Linked DNA regions of Zea mays: region 2 is linked to region 1. The links are chromatin contacts, called in public Hi-C maps. All regions are on one chromosome and are shown on one strand. The core of a region is the stretch at or near the end of the contact, and the rest is flanking DNA. Distances in the headings are between cores, read along the strand shown. Region 1 has its middle 28 kb from the start of LOC100278048. Region 2 holds the start of LOC103634645 (chitinase 10).

Evidence for each region. A called contact is a pair of places that touch in the nucleus more often than the background predicts.
Region 2: a Hi-C map of leaf shows a contact between it and region 1, with 6 times the contacts expected there. The contact joins the promoter of LOC103634645 here to the enhancer-like site in region 1. A contact is called at or near these places in 4 of 25 Hi-C or Micro-C datasets (bundle sheath, ear, leaf and 1 more).

Annotation. Positions count from the first base shown.
Region 1 is chr8:1,052,646-1,057,364 of Zm-B73-REFERENCE-NAM-5.0, forward strand. No RefSeq gene overlaps it. Among protein-coding and RNA genes, the nearest start is that of LOC100278048, 28 kb to the right of the region's middle. Within about 2 kb of position 2,651, at least 8 of the 20 cell types and tissues checked have an H3K27ac peak or open chromatin away from gene starts, as enhancers often do. A contact at or near this core is called in leaf, where this site is marked.
Region 2 is chr8:1,142,465-1,147,249 of Zm-B73-REFERENCE-NAM-5.0, forward strand. It overlaps LOC103634645 (chitinase 10), which reads left to right and starts at 3,152. Exons shown (of 1, transcript XM_008657242.4): 1 at 3,152-4,504. The coding sequence starts at 3,472. The coding sequence ends at 4,329.

The DNA.
Region 1 (4,719 bases), core at 1,401-3,900:
GAATGTGCAAACTAGGTTTTGTCTAAGTGTTGCTATCTCTACCGCAAAGGCTAAGTTTCAATCTACACTAAATAAGTATGACTACAAGATTGAAACTTAAATGCTTAATATAAATGCGGAATGTAAAGAGCTAAGTAGAGAAGCAAACTCTCGTGGATGACGCCGGTATTTTTACCGAGGTATCCGGAACCACGCAAGGTCCCGACTAATCCTCGTTGGTGCCCCTACGCAAAGGGAAGCCCACGCGAGGGCCAAGCACCACGGTCGAGTAACTCCGTAGAGAGCCACGGGCCTTCTCCACGCGCAAGTGGTGCTCCGCTTTCGGCTCCTCTCGGACGCTCCCCGCCGTCTCCACTATCGAGCTTCCGGCCGAAACGCCGCGGGCCTCGTTCCCTCCGGTACACGGTGGCGGCGGTGACACAAACACGGTTGTCACGGTCTCGCAAGACTCTCGCCCCACTCGGTACAATTACAACGGCCCGCGCAAGAGCCGAGGGGTTGTGTGGTTTGTCTAAACTCACTCAACTAACTAGGATTCACCTAGAGCAAGCGCTAATGCGGTCTAACTAACCTAAGCACTTCCCAAAGCACCTACGCTAATCACCGAGTGATTCTATTAAGCACTTGGGTGTTTGAGCACTTGGAAATGTCTACAATATGCCTTGGTATGTTGCTTGGGCTCCCACACCTGAGAATGGCCGGTTGGGGGTGTATTTATAGCCCCCAACACAATTGTAGCCGTTGGAGAAAAGCTGCTGCTCTCTGCGGCACACCGGACAGTCCGGTGTGCACCGGACAGCACTGTAGCCTGTCCGGTGCGCCTAGCCGTTGCCTGTCCGACTCCTGTCAGAGCAGGTGACCGTTGGCGCCGCAGGCTCCGGGTGCCACCTGGAACTAGCCGTTGGGCTGCAGTTCCCAGGTGCACCGGACAGTCTGGTGTGTGGGCACCGGACAGTCCGCAGGCAGCACACGCCTCCTTTCTTGGACTTTTCTTGATCTTCTTAATGTCTTCTTTTGAGGTGTTGCTTTCCTCAATTCCTTAGTCCAAGTAGTTCTTGCATCCTGTGAACTACAAACATAAACACTAGGAAACTTGTTAGTCCACAGATTGTGTTAATCATCAAACACCAAAACTTACTTAGCCAAATGGCCCGGGGTCCATTTTCCTTACAACGCCGACTGCGAGAAAACCAATGAGATGGTTAGAAATCATGCCTAATCGAAAGTTAGACTAAATTAAAGAGTGTGCGTACTCATGCTTCTTCATATTTGTCGAGGCTGTGACTACCTTTGTGGTGGGAGGGACCTTGGATCATCAAACATCATTCCCGGCTAGCGTTGTGTGCCTCGTCCTACTCGGTCGAGCACCACCTTTGCACCATCTGCTCCCAACACTCAGGATGTGCTGCGCACCAATAAGGAATCATCTACAAAAAACAAGTACACGACATATCAGAAGATAAAATTAAGCATCTTTAGGGCTAGATTGGGTACTCCATTTTCCCAAGAGATTTCTATTTTCACAAGGGAAAATGAACTAATTTCCCTTGGGAAAATAAAAAACACTTGGGGAAATGAGGTTCCCAAACTAGCCATTAATATCAATATTAATGTTCTATATTTATCTGCAAGTACTGGTCCCAAGTCAACGACATGGATTAGGTGTCCTTGCTCACCTTCTCCCTAAGGACAGAGTCATGGTAAGTGATAATGGCCTAGATGCACGCCTCGTAGTGCATGTCCATGACAAGCTTCTTACAGCTCGTGGTAGCCACCACATCCACCCTAGCCTCGGCTTTAGTAAAAGACCTGATCCTAGTCATTTCAGTTCTTAAGACGAAGCTAAATTTCAACTAACTTGACGATTGTTCGAAGGCTACACAACAAGTGCACAGATGATGGAAAGCTTCGGCTTCAGTAAAAATTTTCAACAGCACAACGATGCAATAGCAATGAATGATGTGGTAATTTCTCACCAACTCATCTGTTTATATAGCCTTGCAGGTGAAGAAGGCGAACCATTGTATCGCTCATACTGACTGATCGGTGGAGCGGCACAGGCCGTAGCTTTTTATTCGTTTTTTAATAACAAGCTCAGGGAAGGTGTTTTCGGATCTTCAGCATTCAGAAGCCTTCGTCTTTTTCGCGGATCGAGCTCGTTATGAAAAAACGACCAAGCACCGTTGGGGGTCTCTTTCTTTGCCGAAGGTCCTTAGGATGGAGAAATCTCCTATAAACAATGGAACTGAGTGCCGAAGCTGCAACAAGCATGCGCAAAGCGCCAAAGGATTGCAACTTCGGCTCAAGGTGGTTACGAAGGTTTAACACGATGTTGAGCCAAAGAGAAAAAGGCTCGTTAATCCTTAATGTTTGTATTAGGATTATGTGTATATGTCAGGGTCATAAATGTACTTTTACTTGGGTTGCGTCCCATACCTATAAATAGATCACATACTAAAATAAACAATTGTTATGCTCGAAAGGCGATAACGCTTCGAAAGACGAAGGTTCATAATGTTTAACAATTGCGTTGATTTAGTAATAAAAAAAGCAAGAGACCAACAACAGACTATATAGAGTCACAAGCGTGATGACGTGAATTGATGGTTGTCATAGGAGTGGCCAAAATGGAAGAAAGATCGACACCTAATTGGGCCGACAGTGGCCACAGGCTAGATAGTGGGAATAAAAAAGCCCAACATATTGCGATAAAGTCCGTGCATTGCCCAAAATACCACTCATGAATCATGATCGTTCGGAAAGGAGTAATTAGAGGCCAAAGATCTAGCGACAAAAGACCGAAGGACGACCTGATCGATTTCCATAATTTAAATTTAAACTGTCGGGCATCACCGGAACCTTGTTTACGCAAATAAAAGGATTTAAATGTACCTGCAGAGGATTTGATCGCGTCGGCGGCGTGGCGAACGTGGTTTCTTGCTGATGATCGTTCATTGTCCGGCTGATTGGTTGAGTGGCTCCCATACGCAGGCCTCCCGTGCGCCTGGCTCCTCAGCGATCGTCATTAGCGTCATCTCCACACGTGCAGACGGGTAGTGAAAAAAAAGGCCTAGCCTGCACGCCAGCATGCTGGCCAGCATCCTCATATTCAAGCAACTAATCAGAATCTCGTGTTTGGTCAAAGCACGCGGGGAGCCTGGTTATCTCTATACATGCAACCAATCACGTAGTGTGCTTCTTTCTCTGCTTCCCAATGTCGTCTATGCTACTGAATGAAATTAGGACCTCCATCATGATATCGAAGTTGAAGAAAAGCTCAAACAAAGAACACTCAAAAGAACTAGTGTAGATATGGAAACCGATCGACGGCCTAAGAGGTGACAAAAAAATATTTTAGGCCAAAACCATCAGCAGAGCCAACCACCACTGAAATGATGGCCAAAACCATGATGAACTCCGAGGAGACAAAACAAAACATTCGTGGCATATTTACAAAGCAAAATTACGGAAGATTTCTGCCTCAACCACCTATCTAGGCCGAAAGTTCAGACCTAGTAGATTCATGGCACCAACGCTGGAGTATCAAAAGGAGCCATGTCGGACCTGTTTGGTTCAACTTTTTTCTGAACAACTTTTCTAAGAATATGACTGTAAAGAGATTCTAATTGTGTGAAGAATCTGAGTATCGTGGGGATTAAGTGTGGAGAAAGATGAAGTGGTCCAAAGGGTATAGGATCTAGAAAGCGGTGAATTTCTACTATCGTGATGACTCGACCGATTATGTGTTCATGTTGATTTTGAATGGTTTTTACCTAAATGATTCTTATAGACGCAGGCTAAAAAACTGGAGCGTTTGGCAGTCCGCAACAGCTTTTGGTGACCAGAAGCTGAAAAAAGCCCAAACAAACAGGATTAGGCGACGCAGAATTAAGGAGGTGGTCGCCGAGGTGGAAGTTGTATGCCCATGTTGTAGTGATTTGGTTCACCTTTTACGTTCTTGTCTATGTTTGAATGAATCTCACATGTGATCTGTCCTGCCGAAAATTTTAATGTTATATTGATAATGTACATATTTTTTACAATTTAAATGGATTTATGTGCTTTACGTGTTTTTAGAGACGACTGAAATTTTCATAAGCCCTTACGCCTCTAAATTGACATAGTTTGAGTAGTAATGATCCCAGACTATCCTTTTAGAATATTATTTTAAGGGATACGAATCAATCATATGGTGTAAACCATAGAAACAGTCATGATAATTTTTTTAAACAACCGTTATATCATGTATCAACTTTCAAAATGGTCTTTCTATTTTTTTGGTATATTTTTAAATACACTCTCTCATCATGCATGTTGGTTTGCACTTAATGTGTTTTCTTATATTTATGAGGCATCTACTCTCATAGGTCTAAGATTGTGGTCATGTCACACCCGGGTTTCGGGGCACCAAGATCCGGGCGTGAACATAATCACCAGGTGTGCTAGGACCAAGTCTCACACATATGATGAATCATGACAAATGATCGAATGTCACATCTTTACTACATAACAGGAATTCTATACAAAATAAATAAATAAATACATTATAAGGAGATAACAGTCCAACAACCCAAAGTTGACTGGGAGACGATGACCTAGACCTCTCACGAACACATCGCAGCATCCTCCATGCGCCTCATCCGGTGGTATCTGTTCTTGACCTGTGGGGGTGTGAGACAGCAAGAGTGAGCTCACATACGTTCATCGCTCAACAAGTTA
Region 2 (4,785 bases), core at 1,902-4,401, 90 kb after region 1:
GCCACATATGTGATGCATGTCAAAATCACAAACCGCAAGCAAATTTTGAGTTGCCATCCCTGTTTTACCAATATATCTCACTTGTTCATCATGAGATAGTGTAACCCGAATATGAGTTCCATCAAGAGTACCAATGCAATCCTTAAAGTGTGGATATGCTTTCTTATCCTTCTGAATCCTCTTGTGAACAGTGCGAAAATTAGGATCTGTTGGTCTCAAAAAAATCCACACATTGCAAGCACACATTCTAGAACTTCATGAAATTTTCGACGAATGGTTTCGCTAGAGTGCTTAAACTTCTTTTGACTTCTTCTATTGGACTCACAACCACCGCATATGAAAAGGAAGATGGAAAGCATTTCATAAGTGTTCATGTGCTTTGATGGTTTCAGTCCATACCTCTCAACTAATGCATCATAAAGATCAAAGAAAATATATTTGTTTATGTGCAAGATCGTGTGACACTCACCATGAGTCTTTATAGTTTCCATAAGCCACCCCATGCCACTGAGTTGTGATGTCATTGGTGGTGCTTTTTCCATGTACATGTACACATAAGCTTGAGCTAGTTTACCACACTTTTCAACCATATTAAAAAATCATCATCATCATAAGAGTCACCACTATCACTTCTAGACATCTGTACAAAACAATTTGAACAAGTTTAAGCAATAAGATAATATGAATAAGTGACACAAAATTGGTTTCATTTTAGTTTTGCATTAATGAAAAAAGTACAATATGGTTCCACATGACGAAACTCACGACAAGCAACGAAAAAGTACATTGGCAATAGCAATTAGAAAAGAAATAAAGAAAACATAGGATACACGTGGCAATAGTGTATCCTGAACTTTCGACATCCTGGTATATCCTGAAAAGTATATGCATCTTGAATATATAAATAACACAAGCATCATCCAATAAATTACATATTCATTGAAAAATTATATATCACTTACCGGTCTAGCTCTTTTCCACCAATCATCATCCATATCAACATTGCCTTTTTCATGGTTCCAACCCCTTCCTCTTTGCCTCAACTTAAGTTTCCTCCATACCTTGAAATCTTCTTTCAACTTGTCCCATTTATTCTTGAGCTGTGACTTCGTAACATCAATAATACATGTCCTATCTTTGAATCCTTTCTCCACCTCAGCATACCCAACTGACTTGAGGTAAGTGTTTGGTCGATTCCCTTTGCCAACTTGTTCGGCAAACAAGTTACAAACAACCGTGTGTTCTCAAGATTCCAATCAATTTCTGGCATCTATTAGAACTCACAAATTTTATTTCAGTAACACATGCTATCCCAAATAACCAAGTGCTAGTTATCAAAGGCATAAGAGATATGAGCATCCAATTCTGAAATTTAAAATGACATCTAGTTCTGAAAATTAATTCATTCTAACAATACAAGTAGCAACTAAAGTTCAAAGTATGTACAATTTCAAGGCATTACACAAATTAAATGCAAAAACTAAACACTAATTAGATTGATAGAGAGGGAGTACCTTCAAGTCAAGAGAGGAGGGCACACGTAGGAGGGGCGTGCAGCTGGGACTGGCGAACTGGGGGAGGAGGGGCGGCCGGGACCTGCGAACCGGGGGAGGGGCAGCTGCCGGGACCAGCGAACTAGGCGCTGGCGGCTGCCAGCAGGCAGAAAGGTCTAGTGTAGGAGGGGGCGGCGCAGCTGATGGCGCTGTCGGGGGCAATCGCGACGGCGTATGAGGCTGACGGGAGGAAAGAAAGAAAACGAATCGTTTTTTGTGTAACTAATGGCATTGGTGGTTAATTTTCATTTAACTCCACGTATTGGTTTATTTTAAAGCGTTTTGGAGCTGTGAAAGAGGTACTCCACCAAAATAAACTAGAGCTCTAGGAACTCCATAGAGTTGGGCTTGCTAAAAAAAAGATGAAGTTGAGGTGTTTAGCTGGCTCCAATCAACTCCACCCTAGAGTTTGGAGTTGGAGACATACCAAACAGGACCTATATGTAATGGTTTTATTGTTAGCTCTTGATGATAAGGCAAAATTATGCAGCCTTCGGTTAGTTCTTCTATTAGCCTTGCTCTAAAGAGATAAGAGATGTTTCAAGGTTTCAAATGTTCAAGTAATTATTGGGTAAAACCATTCAAAAAAACTTAATTAATTCGAAGCACTTGTCAGCCTGTACATTATGCCATTTTTTTTACTGCGTTGCGTCACTGACACGTACATGGATTGAAAATCGAATCGTAGATAGATTGATATTTTGTCGTGGATTCGTTGGAAAATTAAGGCACATGGCACATTTTATTTGCAGCAGGCCGTGCACTAAAAAAGGAGTGAACACGAGTCCACCCGCATCGGTCAAATTAACCCTGGAAAGGAGGCAATTATTAGCTGACCTGTTCAAATCTCTGCTGCGCACGTAGTTAAGCACGAGTAATGCCAAACACCCAGTCACCCACCCATCATCCCATTTGCTAATGGAACGCCCAGTTTGCTGCCATGCACGCACTACAATAATCTCCACTATACCCATGCATATCTCTAGTCTAGGGATGACAATGGGTACCCGAAAGCCGAAACCCGATGGGTAAAAACCCTATTAGGGCACGGGTATGTCAGATTTTGATACCCATGAGTATTTTATTGGGTCATTTGTTATGCCCATCGGGTATGGTGGGCGTGGGTATGTTCTCTGTTGCCCCATACCCGCTACCCGATGGGGAACCCGCTAATATATGACATGTGAGTCCGGATTTATGTCTCATATAAAATGAATTTGCTCCCGATGGGTAAAAACCCTATTAGGGCACGGGTAGAATCAATGCTATGTTTTGTGTGATTTGAAGGCATGATATTGCCATTTAATGTTGAATATTGTTGAATCTGTGATAAAATTATGTTAGGTTCGATACATTTATTATGCTGATACTTATTTTTGCGATTCAAATGATCATGTCTATCGTAATGTTAATGGGTATGGGTACCCGCTATCCATAGTGGGTATAGGTATGGCGTAATTTTGTACCCATGATGGGTAGTGGGTATGGGTATGGGTCAATTTTTTCCTAGTGGGTATGGGTATGGCTTCATGTGCCTACTGGTTACCTTACCTACTGCCATCCCTACTCTAGTCTGTCTACTGCATATGCATTTGGTCGTGCAACTAGTGATGGCGCGCGCGGTGGACCAGTGCGCTCACCACCAGTCACCGCCTCACCACCACCACCACCACCACCACCACCATCGGCCGGCGGCCGGCCGGCCGTTCTTGTCTCTTCCATGCGTCCCGACGCTCCTCCACTAGAGCAGAATTAAAACCTCTATATATATGTAGAGCGAGCACGCCTGTGCGAACATGCCGCTCCAGCACACACAGCACCCATTAATTCCGTAATCCAAGGGGAACCCGACGCACAGATCACTTGTGGCAGGCACCCGGCCGTGACTTGATCGCAATCACAACCATCATCATCGACAATGGCGGCGTATTCTTGCGCCTTGTGGACTGCTGCTTCCGTGGTCGCTTTCCTTGTCATCGGCGTAGCAGAGGCGAGGTACGGCGGCCCTGGGCAGTGGAGGAGGCCTGCCCCTGCCCCTGTTGTCCCTGTGGCGGCCCTCGTCAGCGAGCAGCTGTACGGCTCCCTGTTCCTGCACAAGGACGACGACGCCTGCCCCGCCAAGGGCTTCTACACCTATGCCTCCTTCATCCAGGCCGCCAGGACGTTCCCCACGTTCGCCGCCACTGGCGACCTCAGCACCCGCAAACGCGAGGTCGCGGCCTTCCTCGCGCAAATCTCTCACGAGACCACAGGCGGGTGGGCGACGGCGCCGGACGGCCAGTACGCGTGGGGCCTGTGCTACAAGGAGGAGATCAAGCCGGCGAGCAACTACTGCGACGCGACGGACGAGCAGTGGCCGTGCTACCCGGGCAAGTCCTACCACGGTCGGGGCCCCATCCAGCTCTCCTGGAACTTCAACTACGGGCCGGCGGGCCAGGCGCTGGGCTTCGACGGCCTGCGCAACCCGGAGCTGGTGGCCAACTGCTCCCAGACCGCGTTCCGGACGGCGCTCTGGTTCTGGATGACGCCGCGCCGCCCCAAGCCGTCGTGCCACGAGGTCATGGTCGGAGAGTACCGCCCCACGCCCGCCGACGCCGCGGCCAACCGGACGCCCGGCTTTGGCCTCGTCACCAACATCGTCAACGGCGGCCTCGAGTGCAACCGCACCGACGATGCCCGGGTCAACAACCGGATTGGCTTCTACCAGAGGTACTGCCATATCTTCAACGTTGACGCCGGCCCCAACCTCGACTGCGCACACCAGCAGCCCTACTAGTGTAGTGTCTACGGGGTTACGTTCTAAGCTGTTTGCCTGTTTCTAACAGAGTTGATGATAGCGTTTTGGATGATCGTTCTCTTGTTCTGACCTATACAAAACACAGTATATATATCAATAAAAAACAGTAGACGACTGTGACTCTCTGAGCTATGATGGACGCTAAGTTATCTCAGTATTCTCTCGTATACGGTCTTATATAATATAGTACCATATAATCTTAAAATAATTTAATAGACTATATAAAGGAAGCATCAGTTTTCAGGCTTCCACCAATTTTTACAGTCGTCCTTAGGACTCCTCCACGTTTAAATATTACAAATGTCAAAATTATATAAATGAGGATTTGAATCATGCTTGTTGGCCTTCACACCCACATTCACATCCGTCTAGTTATTCTTTAAGTTATCCTAGGGATAAAATCGGATCAGATACAAATGGTTCTTTATTTTATAT